Linked DNA regions of Mus musculus: region 2 is linked to region 1. A link is a contact called in public promoter capture Hi-C data. All regions are on one chromosome and are shown on one strand. Each heading gives the region's core, a stretch centred on a gene start, on an enhancer-like site or on the middle of the called end of the contact. The rest is flanking DNA. Distances are from core to core; before and after follow the strand shown.

What was found. Promoter capture Hi-C pulls out the DNA fragments that hold promoters and counts their contacts.
Region 2: a contact with region 1 is called in a promoter capture Hi-C map of the 3T3-L1 cell line, with 6 times the contacts expected there. The contact joins the enhancer-like site here to the promoter of Gtdc1 in region 1. A contact is called at or near these places in 3 of 39 promoter capture datasets (the 3T3-L1 cell line, frontonasal cranial neural crest and pre-B cells) and 1 of 115 datasets of contacts at active chromatin or transcription factors (large pre-B cells).

Annotation. Positions count from the first base shown.
Region 1 is chr2:44,925,961-44,932,801 of GRCm38.p6, forward strand. Gtdc1 (glycosyltransferase-like domain containing 1) reads right to left here and starts at 1,276. Exons shown (of 11, transcript NM_001362987.1): 1 at 1,182-1,276.
Region 2 is chr2:46,048,180-46,054,668 of GRCm38.p6, forward strand. No RefSeq gene overlaps it. Among named protein-coding and RNA genes, the nearest start is that of 1700019E08Rik, 350 kb to the left of the region's middle. Within about 2 kb of position 2,027, at least 10 of the 459 cell types and tissues checked have an H3K27ac peak or open chromatin away from gene starts, as enhancers often do.

The DNA of each region.
Region 1 (6,841 bases), core at 26-2,525:
CATGATTTCAGAACAGAAGTAAAGACACTGTGTTGCTATAAAGTGTATTCGTAGGTATGGTTTAAGTTTGTCGGAGTATCCTGATTCAAAATGTGTTTCCCCAATCCTCAATATTAAACTGTTTCATTAAATACAGAACAAGACCCTAAGGACAACAGTGTATAATTCTTCTCAGTTGAAGCTGAGAATCTATTTCACATCAAAACCTGGAATGTACTAATGAAAATTCAGTATCTCACTGGGTATGTGGGTTCCAACATGAAACTCTTGTCACTGATAAAGCTTAAGGTAAACGGGTTAATAAGACACAATAAAATGGCTCTGTTGAGTTATACTGCCTTTTCCCCCACAGCAGTTCCTTTACCTAACCACTACAGTAAGCTTTAAAGTCAACTTCAGGGGTGCTAAGTCACGCAAGCTGGGCACAGAGGGGACGATGATCCTCAGCGTGGAGAACGATCGCCTTCAATTCACGTTTTCCATTTCCTTAACTGTGATACAGATGGGAGGGAAAATGTAAGCCCTTTCCTTTGAACTTCCCAGGGCCTCAAGGCACTAACTTTAAGAATTATTTCAAAGCTTATCCAATGAGGGGTAGTTCTACGACTGTAAAAGTTGCACGAGCCCCGCGAAGTGGGAATTGGGGTGCAGACGCTGCCTATCGCGAGATCGAGGGTTAAACTGATTTATTAATGCAACTTTGCTGTCGTTCGGTTAGTTGTAAAGACTTATTAACTCCAAGAGCCCTTCCTCGCTTTAGAAAGCCCCGTCAGGCGGGATCCTGCGGAAACATCAGGCCTATGCCGAATCCTCTAATGAGGGGCCGCGAGGTGTTGGGTCTCGCCGCCTGAGGTGGATCCCGAGTAGGAAAGCGCAGGCCAGGCCTTGCTGCGCGGGAGCCATGGCACGATGTCCCAGTGTCCGCCTGGACTCTGCCCTTCCCAAGCTCCGCGCTAGGGAAAAGCATCGCCCGGGGCCACAGCGCGGCCGGGCAGAGCAGGAGGCCGCGCGTGCGCCCGGGAAGCGCGGCCCCGGCTCCGCCCTCCTCCCCCTCCGCTCCTCGCGGCCGCCGCCCCACTGGGAACTCCGCGCGGCGCGGCCCCGCGAGGCGGGCGCCGGGAGGGAGGGGCCGCGCTCCCCGCCTCCCGCGGCCAGCGCAGCTCCCAGCCAAGGCGACTCACCTCCTCCTCCTCCTCCTCCTCTCCTCCTCCTCCTCCACGGCTCCCTCCAGGCCACCGACAGCCCAGCTGGCGACGCGCTGACGCCGAGCCCCTCCCCCGCGGCCGCCACCGAGGCCGCAGCCCCTCCCCGCTGCGGCTGCCGCGGCCTTGGGGCGCGTCAGGCGCCGGCCCCGCCCTCGCCCCGCCCCTCCCCGCCCACAAGCCTGAGGCTCCGCCCCCGGACGGCGGCCTCCACGCCTAGTCGGTGACTCAGAGGACGCGCGGTGCTGGGCGAACTCTCCACGGTGGCGCGGCTCCTCACACCTGCTCTCCGCCCACGGGCCCCGCGTACGCTTTCCAGTCAGGCCAGCGCCCCCGCCGCCCCTTCGGCTTTTCCGTACTCTCTCTCACTCCTCTGGTCGCTGCCTCCGCTCGCTCGCGCTGCGGCCTTCTCTTCCCCTGAGAGGTCTGGGGGCTGACTCACCGGCTCGCACGTTCTCAGGCAGGTGGCTAGCCGGCACCTGTAGTCCCCTTCCCTGTCCTTCCGGGCGCGCCTAAGCCTCGGGGACCCCGCAAGGCGAGTGCACACCCTCCTGCAGGTATTGGTCAGCACGCCCCGCTTTCCCCCCCCCCCCCCTCGGAATTCTTGCGGGACCTCTCCTAGCCGATGCTGGCGTTTCCTGTACTTAACTTATATGCAGCCTTTTGGCTGTCGAGACTATACGTATTACAGATGCATCTTAGAGTATTAATAATAACATATCTGCGGTCCCCACAAGAGCAGCTACAGAGCAATTAAAAGTCAGAAAGAATCCAAGAAAGTCTAAATGGTTTCTATTAAAAATAGGAATTTATCTCCCTTACATTTCTGTGAGTCTGAATTAGTGATTTCGTATTTGGGATCACGTTGTGGATTAAATGATTCATGCAAAGACAGAACATGCAACGGTAGGTCTATGCTTTTATCTGGTAACTTCATTTTTAAAGCTACAACTTGGAACAGACTGTAGTGCAGAAATGCATTAAGCATACCAAAATAACAGAGCCTGATTAGGCCTTTGGAGTTACAACCACAAGTTGCTTAAAGTTATGTGAGAAAACATTGTTATCCTTAAATTGAACAGTGAAAACGATCTTCTGTTCTAAACAAAGCCCACACTCTATGTGGACCTCCAAAGCTTAAAACCTCTGTTGACTTGAACAACAGTATCCCGAGCATTTAAAAAGCCTAATAAACCATCTGTCCATCTACTTTTACACAAATTGGGAAACACAAAAAAAGTGAATGCAGAAAGCTGAAAATGAGAATTCCAAATGGCAAATGGATCTAGTAAATCCTTTTTCACAGAATAAAATATTGGGGAAAAGCCCAAAGCCTACTATTATTCATCAATCTGGAAAAAGCCATAATTTTATACATGAATTGTATACTTAAGATCACCGGGAGTCTTTATTATTATTTTGCTGATTAAGATCTGAAGTCCAGAGAAAATGAGTTGCCTAGCCAATATGCCCAGATTTCCCAAGACCTGTCTCACATACTTGTCAGCATAGGATTTAGAGCTACAAGCATAAAGTCACTTAAGGTCCAAATTCGTTGACATTGAGGCTCTGTCTCAGTATCCGTGGTCTGTGAGTGTGAGCTTAGGTAATGCTGTCAGAAGCCATCTCACCCTAGTATGTTCAAGGATTCTTGTTATGCAACTTGCATCTCTCAGTCAGGGATCATCTGCATGATCTCAGTGACATCTGGCCCCGGCTCTGGAACCTTGGTCCAACCAAGCACATTCATCCTCAGAGGGGCCAAAGGCTGTGCCTGATTAAAAGAGTTATGAAATCTCTATTGTCAAGAAAATTACAACATTATTGGTGAGGTAAAATATGAGGCATGAAATGATAATTCAACACTAATAATCAAGGACTCAACAGTAATTTCCAAAATGTTAAGTGGGGAAATGATACACATGAATTAAGAAAAGACTTCTTAAAGACCACAACATCAAAAAGGAGACCCATCGTCTAGAGCGCTGTGTATAGGACAGAAAGTAAAATAAAATGTTTGGACTAAAGCACTGTGAAGAAAACAGGCACACCAAGAATGAGGGAAAGTTAGATCAGGGAGGTAAAACACGATAGCTGAGAAACAAGAGCAAGCCCGGTGGAGATGCAGGATTGAGCCATTGGGAGAGGACCTAGATTTCAACCTGAGACACAGGTTAGTAGGAAATCGTTGTGGGTAGACTGGGCAGGAAAGAAAGGAGGGTGAGGAATGAGGTGAAAAGATCAGAAGGCCATAATCTTGTTAGGAATACTGCACATCGATGCCACTTAGAAAGACTTGGGTTTGGTGAGCATACATAGAAAGCAACAGAAGGTAAGAAGTCCAAGGTGATGTGGAGATTGTGGCAAGAGTCGGTAAGAGCCACCTAGGCCCCAGGTCCTTGACAACACTCGTAGGAACAGCCTACAAACTGCTGGGTAAGGAAACAAGGCACCTTCCCAAGGAAAATCCTCCACATCATATTCTCATTCCACAAACCTAACTTGAAACTCAAATAGAAGATAAAGAGCCCTTAACCGGGCCCTGCCCATGGACTTTATCCTGCCATTCTTATGATCAGCTTATTTTTATTTTTATTTTAGCCACGTTAATGTAAATGTTCTCTATTGTGAGTTATATGTTACAGTAAAAAATAAATTTAAAAATAAGTAATATATATATATATGTGTATGTATGTATATATATTTTTTTCTAGGCAGGAAGAATATAAAAATATCTCTCCTTTCAGTAGCTTGTAATCTTCTTGTCAATGCACCAAACATAATACAAAATATAATCCATGGACAGGGAGAACAGCCTTACGTACAGAAAGATGAAGTAATATAGAAATTGTGAAGGCTATAGCTGAACACATTGGGAATGATATGATCTATAGAGTCATTATTCAACAAATTTTAGTGAACTTTGCAGTTTTCTAAGTACTAAAGGCAAAGCAATGAAACAAGTTCTCTCTGAGACCCGAAAGGAGTCACATTTCATGTATTCAAGACTGTATGAGAAGCCAAAGACATCTAGAATAAGAAACTGGGGAAAGCATGAAGGAAAGAATTAGGGGAGATATTAAAGCCTTGTGAATAGAGGGGCTTTTGAGGTCAGGTTACAGTAAAGACTTTGGAAGATTAGTCCCTCTGGCATTGGGAATTTGAAGGAGAGATGGGGACCTGGGAAAGCAAATGCAAGCCTGCATGATAATACAGACAGGAGATAAGAAGTAGACAAGGTTACTGGCAAGGTTAGCAATGAAAATGAAAATGTTAAGACTAAATAGTGGGTAGGTGGTGTTAGTTGCAGAAAATCTATAGCATTGCATGCAGCAGCAGAAAGGTCAACGAGATAGGCACTAAGCAAAGGCCAATCTGGTTAACAACAATGATGTCATGTGTGACGTCAAAGAGAAATGTCTCTGAAGAGTCAGAAGTGATATGGAGGCAATGAATGCTGACTAAAATAACCAGCACAACTCAAAATCTACAAAGTACACAAGTGTTCTAATTACCTTTAAGGACACTATTGAATTTTAGGTCCATCTAAGTTTTCCTATCTGTGTCTAATTTTTGTCTCTATATTAAAAGAAGAATAAATATCTCCAAAATGTATCTGATTTACTTTTATGGACCAAAACTCCATCACATAAATGACTCCCAGAACATTTACTCTTCTCTTGGAATATAGCAATAACCTATATTTGTTACCTGTGATGCCTCGACCAGGTAGGCAGTATGACCTTAGTTGCGTCATACATTCTCACTGAACTCTAGATTTTCACTAGGGAAAAAGAGAAGTCTCACATAGAGGAATAGAGCTAGAAGGCAAGCCTTTCTACCAAGAAGAAACAAAAGCATCCTGTGAAGTGTGCAGAGACAGCTACCATGACTTCAAGTGGTCCTTTTGCCATCTGGAAGACAGCTCAGCCAAACCAGATGCTCTTTTGTTTAGCACACTGCAAGACAATTAAGGAGTATTTTTCCTCCCTGGAAATAGATTAGAAAATTTGGCAGACAAAGTAGAGGGAGAAACCTGAAGCCATCAATTTGACGTGATGTAGCCTTGAGCTTCCAAGGATAAGCCAGCCAGACTTTGGCCACGGTTGTGTCCATACATGTATGTGCATGCCTTCTCCTGATTGTATTACGTTAGTGAGTAGAGTATATTAATTTGTTAGGTGTTATTGAAAGACAGAATGCTATTAGCACTCTTTCTTAGTTGGAATATACTTCATTTGGGGGTCTGTTGGGAGCATCTAATCTCTTGGGGTGATTTGGAAAGCTGCATTAAATTCATTGAAGGAAAAAAAATGTGAAAATTATTCTAAGAATAATCATGAAATTTACTATGTTTAGTTTGCTAGCCTAAAAGCTCCTCAAGTCAGCAGTGACTACAGATTCCTAGCATTAAACAATTACCATATTGCTGAAATTAACATCATATTTAGCCTTAGAAGTCTTATTGGTGCTGAGAGAGACCAAAAATACCAGTAGCCTAGGTAGTATAAAATATATTCTTCGTTGGTGAAATATCTTTAATTGGGACATAGCTATCCCATACTACAATGCAAGAGAATGAACAAATGTGGTTTATCACTGTTACCTTCTGGCCTAGAGCTAGAAGCATTTCCTACTGTGCGTCATCCTGTACCTTTTATCAAGGATGAATTTCAGTTTTTTTTTCTTAAAAACAAAGAAAGCTTACATAATCTCACCTCATGACTAGACTTTCAGTAATTATGTGTTGCTTGGAATCAGTGTCTGCCAACCAAGTTCAAATGGGGGGAAATGTTTGATGTGCTGTGATGTGATTTAGAAGACGGCGTACATAGAAGGTACAGCTATGCACATACAGAGAACATATTGATCTAATTTGACTGCCAGTGATTTAATTAATGTTTTTCAAGCACTTTGAACATGAAAAGCACTATCTGAAAACTGAGAGCTATTACTCATAATCATTAATCCTAGAATTAACGTACAAATGTGATAGTTTTATGATATCTTTGAGAGACAGGCTCTATTTTATTAAAATCTTTGGACCATGCTTTAAGAAACTCTCATTAAAACTTCAAGACTCTAGTTTCTGAAAGTCAACCTCAAGCTGGTTGAATATCATCCATCAGTAGATTCTGAAGTACACAGGCTAAATAAACAACAGTGACAGCTTGGGGAAGTATATGCACCTGTTTATTCAGAAAATGTTAACAAGGGCAAGACTAAAATAAGAGCACACACCAAAATCTGATTATCAAGTTGTACATGTATACAACCTAAAATTACCCACATTATCATCTAGGTTTTTTCTTCTAATTTTTTTCTCTCTAAGAAATAACTGACTATTAATGAGCATGAAACTTTGGTCATAATCTAAAAGGAAGGAAAAAGCAGAAACATTTTGAAGGCTTTAACAAACACAACATTTTTAATTATTAATTTTTCTTCAAAAAGTACATAGGACAGAATGTACTTACTTACAGATTAGAAAAGAAGACTAAAAAGATGCTGACTTATACCAAAATGTATATATGGAAACCCACTACTTTGTAAGACAATTTAAAATAAGGAATTTGAACACAGGTGCCACAGAAGACATGCATTAGTAAAAGAAAAGCTCAGCACTGAGCAATAAAGAC
Region 2 (6,489 bases), core at 777-3,276, 1.1 Mb after region 1:
GAACCTACACTCAGTGCAATGGTTGGGTGTGAGCATCCGACTCTGTATTTGTAAGGTCCTGGCAGGGCCTCTCAGGAGACAGGTATATCACGCTCCTTTCAGCAAACATTTCTTAGCATACATGTTAGTGTCAGAGTTTGATGACTGTATCTGGGATGAATCCCCAGGTGGAACAGTCTCTGGATGGCCTTTCCTTTAGTCTCTGCTTTGCACCTTGTCTCCATATTTGCTCCTATGAGTGTTTTGTTCCTTTTCTAAGAAGGACCGAATCAACCACACTTTGGTCTTTCTTCTTCTTGAACTTCATGTGGTCTGTGACTTTTAAGCCACTGTACAAATTGGTAACTCAATGTTGATGAGTGTAACTTTAGTTTTTTCAAAACCTATTTTTAATAATGATTCTTAAACAATTTAATCTCCCTTTTGTCCACCACCCACCAGAGGTAATAGAAAATAAAGAATATGGGGAAGGTAGACCTGTTTAGAAAGATTCTTTGGAGCAAATCCCATATGTGTTATCTGGAAATTGGCAGTTCATTTCACAGGTTAGCAGCAGCAGCTGGATTCAGTTACAAACACTTTGAGGATACTTCAGCAGTCCAGTTTGGTAGAGGCGGGATAACAAACATGAATCAGCACTGGTGGCACTGGCAGAGACAGCCATGCCTCAGCCTTGGTAAGAGTCAGTAGGAGAGAGCCTAAGGGATGCTAGGAGAGGTTCTCAGCTGTGCCTCTCTCAGGTGAGTCGAAGACCAGTGAAGATTCTAGGCCAACAAGGTTTGCACAGTCAGCTTTATAAGCAAGTCTAGCTCAGCCTCTGTCACTGTCCCTCAAGTTCTATTTAAACCCTCTAAACATCATATGTCCTCCCCAGGTTTTGCCTCAGTACATCTGTCTCAGTGGATATCAATCTGCCAATCAGCCTGAATCTGAAGAACAGGCAAGAAACTGCAACAAACCACTAGAAGTTTTTGGGTACATTTCTCTCATGGAGTCTTGAAAAATGAAGATCAACTATGCAATCAACTTTTCTAATGTTAGCAAAGAGCCCTAGATCACGTGTCCTTTGATGTGCTTGCTTTAGCAGAACATTCTCTCTCCTGTGTGTGCTTCAGTGAAAACTTCCTTCATGAGTAAGCCTCAGTCTTTCACCTGTGTCCACTTCAGCTAGACATTCCTTCAGGTTTGCCCCAGCAAAACACCGTCCAACAGGCTTTCCAAAGTACCTGTCAGTTTCCACTTAAGATGAGCGTGAACGATTTGTTTTAACAGTTGATTTATCAAACTCATGTTCTCATTTGCTCTGATTTATTGTCTGGTCCTTATGCTACACATGTATAAGAGCTGAGTTTAAATGAAAACTATCCAGGTTGAAGTGCATCTTGTAGCCATATATATTATATAATATTTTTGTAGTACATGTATATTTCATTTTGCCTTTCCTTATTAAAACACTAGGCTGTCATTATCTAATGTCTTTATTCTGGGACTATCTGGAGATAAAACTAACCCCAATATAATTAAATTAAATTAAATAACAACCAACGTGTCAGATAACTTTAGTCAAGGTCTCCCTAGAATAGAGAAAGCTTTGTTACAGAAATCCAAGGCCTCTTGGAACTTCCCTCTGCTCAGTTTTGACTCTTATCTGAATTGAGTACAATTTTCTTTTAAACCCTTAAGGAGATTGCTGATCTTCCTTTTTTTTTTTTTTTTCTAATTTTAAGCCAATGATTAATACTTAGAAGGTTTTCCTTTGCTTCCTTTACTGTTAATAATCTTTTTTGGCATAGATTTGGGGAATGAATTATTTGTGTAGAAATACTCCCATAATATGAGATGATTTTCAAACAAGTCTTTTATTATAGGATTCATTTCATGTTATCTCTTCATGACTAAAAGATATTTCAACATCCCCTGAGACATTTGTTCATTTTAAGTCTGCAGTTTGGAATGTGTGGACTAGAGTCCCACCTTTTTCCATGCCTGTCAACTACTATAGAGCTTGCATTCTTCTTGTATGTCTGGATTGTGGCTGAATTATTCAGAATCTTTCAGAACTTATGACTAGCAAACTTACAAGCAAAGGCATGGATTACTCTAGGGATAATTTACAAATGTCTTTCCATGAACATGACTCCTACTTTCCTGGAATCGCAATCTTTCTAATCAAAACAGGAATGCAAGACAAACACAGTTTGTCTCTAGTTGCCCACTGTTTGTAAATGCATTTTAACATGGTTTTACAGAATGTCTAATTAATCCATTCTCAGCCTTAAAGTACTTCTAAGTTCTCTAGACATCTTTATAAAAAGTATGCTTCCCGGGACCCTTCCAGTATCACATTCTGGAGATACTGGGCGGTGCCACATTATTTCCACTTCTTGACTGCTCTGTGGGAGGCTGATGCTAAAGTTAAAGCTCCAATCTAGAGCACATTTTGACAACTACAGGGCCACTGTTTTCAAGCTTCTTCTCCAAATCCCATGCTGAAGGATTATCCCACATCAAACCATCTCTGCATACTCATCAGCTAAAAACTGATACCCAGTAAATATAGCCACATTTTAAAACCTAAAATAAATCAGAGCTAAAGAAGCCAGACATAAAGATACATCAAATGAAAATTTCAATTTACATATCAAAATAGAAAAGATGTGAAATACAGGGTAAGACGCTGCTGTTCAGCTGTGACCTGAAGCCTCTTGAGAAGATCTAAGTCTGAGACCAGCCCACAGCAGTATTTGTGTGATTGAAAAATTAAAAACAAAATAATCTACTCAGCTAATGTTCAGTGGTTAGGATTAAGGACCACCCTCCTTGAGGCAGCTGAATTTTAACAGGTGTGTCCTCTAATTGTATCCCATGAGCTTTGTACCCACTATTGGGGTAAAGTCAACAGGAGCAAGGTTGATAAGTACCGCCCACTGCCAGTTCCACAGTCATCCATTTCTAGATGATTGAGTCACCAAAACTTCCTGAATTCAGATTAATTTTCATTTCTTACCTTTATGGATGGCTCTCTGATAATCCATAGCCAGGTAGGTAAAACGCTACCCCAGTCTCTTTACCATTTTAACACATTTTTATAGTTTTTTGTTTGTTTGTTTGTTTGTTTAAATCCTGAAATTGTCTACTTCATTCTTGCTTTCCTAACTATTTTCATTTTTCTCAACTACGGTGCTGAAAATGTGTAATTATAACGAAGCCACGCCTTAAAACCATGACAGATTAGTACAGACTGTCAGAGCAAAGGAGACAATGGGCCAGTCTGACTCTAAATATCTTAGATGGCAAACTAAATGTCCTGATCAACCTGCTTTTATTATTTTGAATTACTAAGAACAAAGAAATAATTTCAGGCTACTTTCAGAGTCATAGTGGGGGCTGAACAAGGCAGAAATGGTATACACCCTGATATAATCCTGGTGTTCTTACAAGCAGGCCGAAATCCAAGGAACTTCATATCTACACCAACAATAATATAATAATAGCTGGGCACATCCTCACAGAGTGTGACATACATGTGAAGAAAAACGTCCTTTGAGTCTCATACAGTTCTGACCCCAATGCTGTTTTCCTGATGAATTCACAATCCTGAACTCTGCCTGGCACTAGGGAGGAGCTTCCTGGCAGTCAACAATGGTACCATGGAAGATGTTTCTCATCTTACTTTTTATTACTGTTTGAGCAAATGCATATTTAAAGATTTTTTCAGTTTCTAGATGTATGAAACACACACACACACACACACACACACACACATACATATTTCCAACCATTCCCAGGAAAATTTCCAGTGACACCATACACTCATTTTTTTTAAAATTGTATACATTTAAATTTATTTTTTTAAATTAAAAGGTTACCAATTTCTAGGACTTTTTAAATTTTTTTCTTTTATTAATTTTACTTACTCTGTAGTTTATTTTTTCCAACCATTGTTTTTATGTAAAAAGTTAAAAGAACAAGACTGGTAATTTCAGTTGATAGAGGGCTTGACTAGGATGTGAGAGTCCTGGATTCAGTCCCCAACACTGCATAAAACCGGGCCTGTTGATAACTGTCTGTCATCCTGAAGCAGGGGTGGGAAACAGGAGGATCCCACCTGGGTAAGGCTACGTTAACCCTTGTCTCAGATATGTTACATATCAGAACAGTACTTACTAAGGATGCTAAACACACGAAAGTCTTTTGAGGATTCATTTATTTAGAGCTGCACACATCCAAATCGTAGCCTACTGTCTTTTATAATTAATTTATAATCATTGAACACTAGTCATTGATGGGAATTTAGATTGTAAAGTGATGGTTTAGATAACTAGTACAGATCAAAAATTGCATCATTATTAGTTTTTATTTTCTTTTGAAGCAGGGTTCATGCAGTTCTGGTTGACTTAAAATTTGACATGTAGATCAGGTTGGTTTTGAACATGCCTCAGCCCCCTAACGCTGGGGTTAAAGGCATGTAACACCATGTCCAGGTGAAAACTGCATTATTCGTTTTTCAATGACAACTCCTAGCATCTATAAACTGACATGCTGATCTATGTAATTGTAACTCAATTGTAACTGTGTAAATGTAACTCAAAACCATCATAGAGCGGACCTGTGTCCACTCCCTATACCATGGAGAACCAGGCTGGTGGCATATGCATATAATCCCAGCATGTGGAAGATGGAAGCAGGAAAATCAGAGACTCAGGGGCATCCTCGGCAACCAAGTGAGGTTGAAGCCAAGCTGATATTCATACAACCCTGTCTTAAAAAAACAAACAAACCAATCAACCCACTTAGAGACACCCCGATAGACCCATAGCAGACTGATTCTAGGACTTCCAAATCACAGATCCTAAGTCCTTCATGCCCAACCTTTGGAATTGACTAGGCACAAAAAGGCTGAATTTCTATCAGAGTTACTACCTGACCTTGTGGACTATTTGTTTCTTTTATTCACATATATAATTTTACATAGTAATAGCTTCCATTGTTTTTGACACATTCACCCTCATTATTATACTTTGGCCTCCTCTTATGCTTGCTGACCCTTGCTTCCCAGCTAACCCATTTCTATGCCTCATGGTTGTTTTGGTGGCGATGGTGTTGTTTTGGTGATCCATTTTTAGTGTTTCTTCCAAGAGCACAGGTGAGGAACCATGTACTAGAGCCATGGCTCCTTACTAGTGGCTATGCCACTAAAAATGTCTCTATGACTGGTGCCTTTAATCCCAGCACTGTCTCAGACAACTTAAGTGATTTACTTAAGGGTATAACAAATAACATCCCAACTATAGACACCATACACTCATAATCACCCTGGGAATTTGTAAAAACGTAATGATTCACAAGGAATGTAGTGGCACAAAGACAGTGCTTAGTGGCTCAGGAGGATGGCACACTACTTGACAGGGTGGTGGCTTGAATGTCCCTTGACTTCCAACTAAAAAGAATATAGTCATGCAAATTGCACATAGTAGACTCAATGTCAAAATTACCATGGTTCTCTGTTTTTTACTTACTTTTGTATTCCTGGGTCACAAGTGATCTTTAGTATGGTGAGGCAAATTCTAGACTCAGTAAATAGATTAACATCTCCGGTATAGTAATTGATGTAGAATGTTAGAAACACAAAGTGTAACATTTGACTGGAAAGTGATATTTGTGCATTTTTATTCACTTAGAATATTCTGGGCGGGTTTTAGGAACCACAACAAGTAGCATAATAAGTAAAATTCAAAGCTAAAAATTCTTGGTTTTCATGTATGTGAATATTTTTTATATTTTAAATATTTCTTTAAGAATTCTTTCTTACCCAGTGCCAAAAACTAGGCCTGAGAAAACCTAAACCAAAACAACTATTGCAGGAGTCCCAGCTGTTTGTTTATACGATCAACACAGCAATCGGAGGACTCTTTACATGCAACTCAAGGCAGAGACATGACCCAGAGAAGAAAACCATTTCTGTTTGTTTTGCATGCATATGAACCAGATTTAATTTAATATTAAATTCTATGTCACACCTTCCTCCACACATTGTTCTTCTATATACCTTGTCATGAATCAGGGAGTTTAAAAATCAATAACAGATATTTAGAAAACTAGTAGAAAATAAATTAGTCCATTTCTCTTAGACAACTAAAAATGAGGAAGAATGTCTGCTATGTCTGAGTCCTTTGTTTCTTGAAAATTTCCTACTAACAAAAGAGAAAAATTATCTTTTCTATCAGTTAAACATTAAAAATGATATTGTTCGCAAAGAGGGCTTACATTTGGAGGATCCATTTGGTGCAATAGAGTCTTTTGAAAGATGTGGCTGTCATCACTGTAGGCCATTTGCTTCACCTGCTAATTCCCAGGAACGTGAATGTAGCAGGAGGTTAGTGCCTGAGGCAGTCCTGCCTAATGTGGGAGCCAAATCATCGCAATGGTTCCGGTAAGTATAAATGTTTTGTCACCTTCTCCATACCAGAGAGCTCAAATTGCTGAACA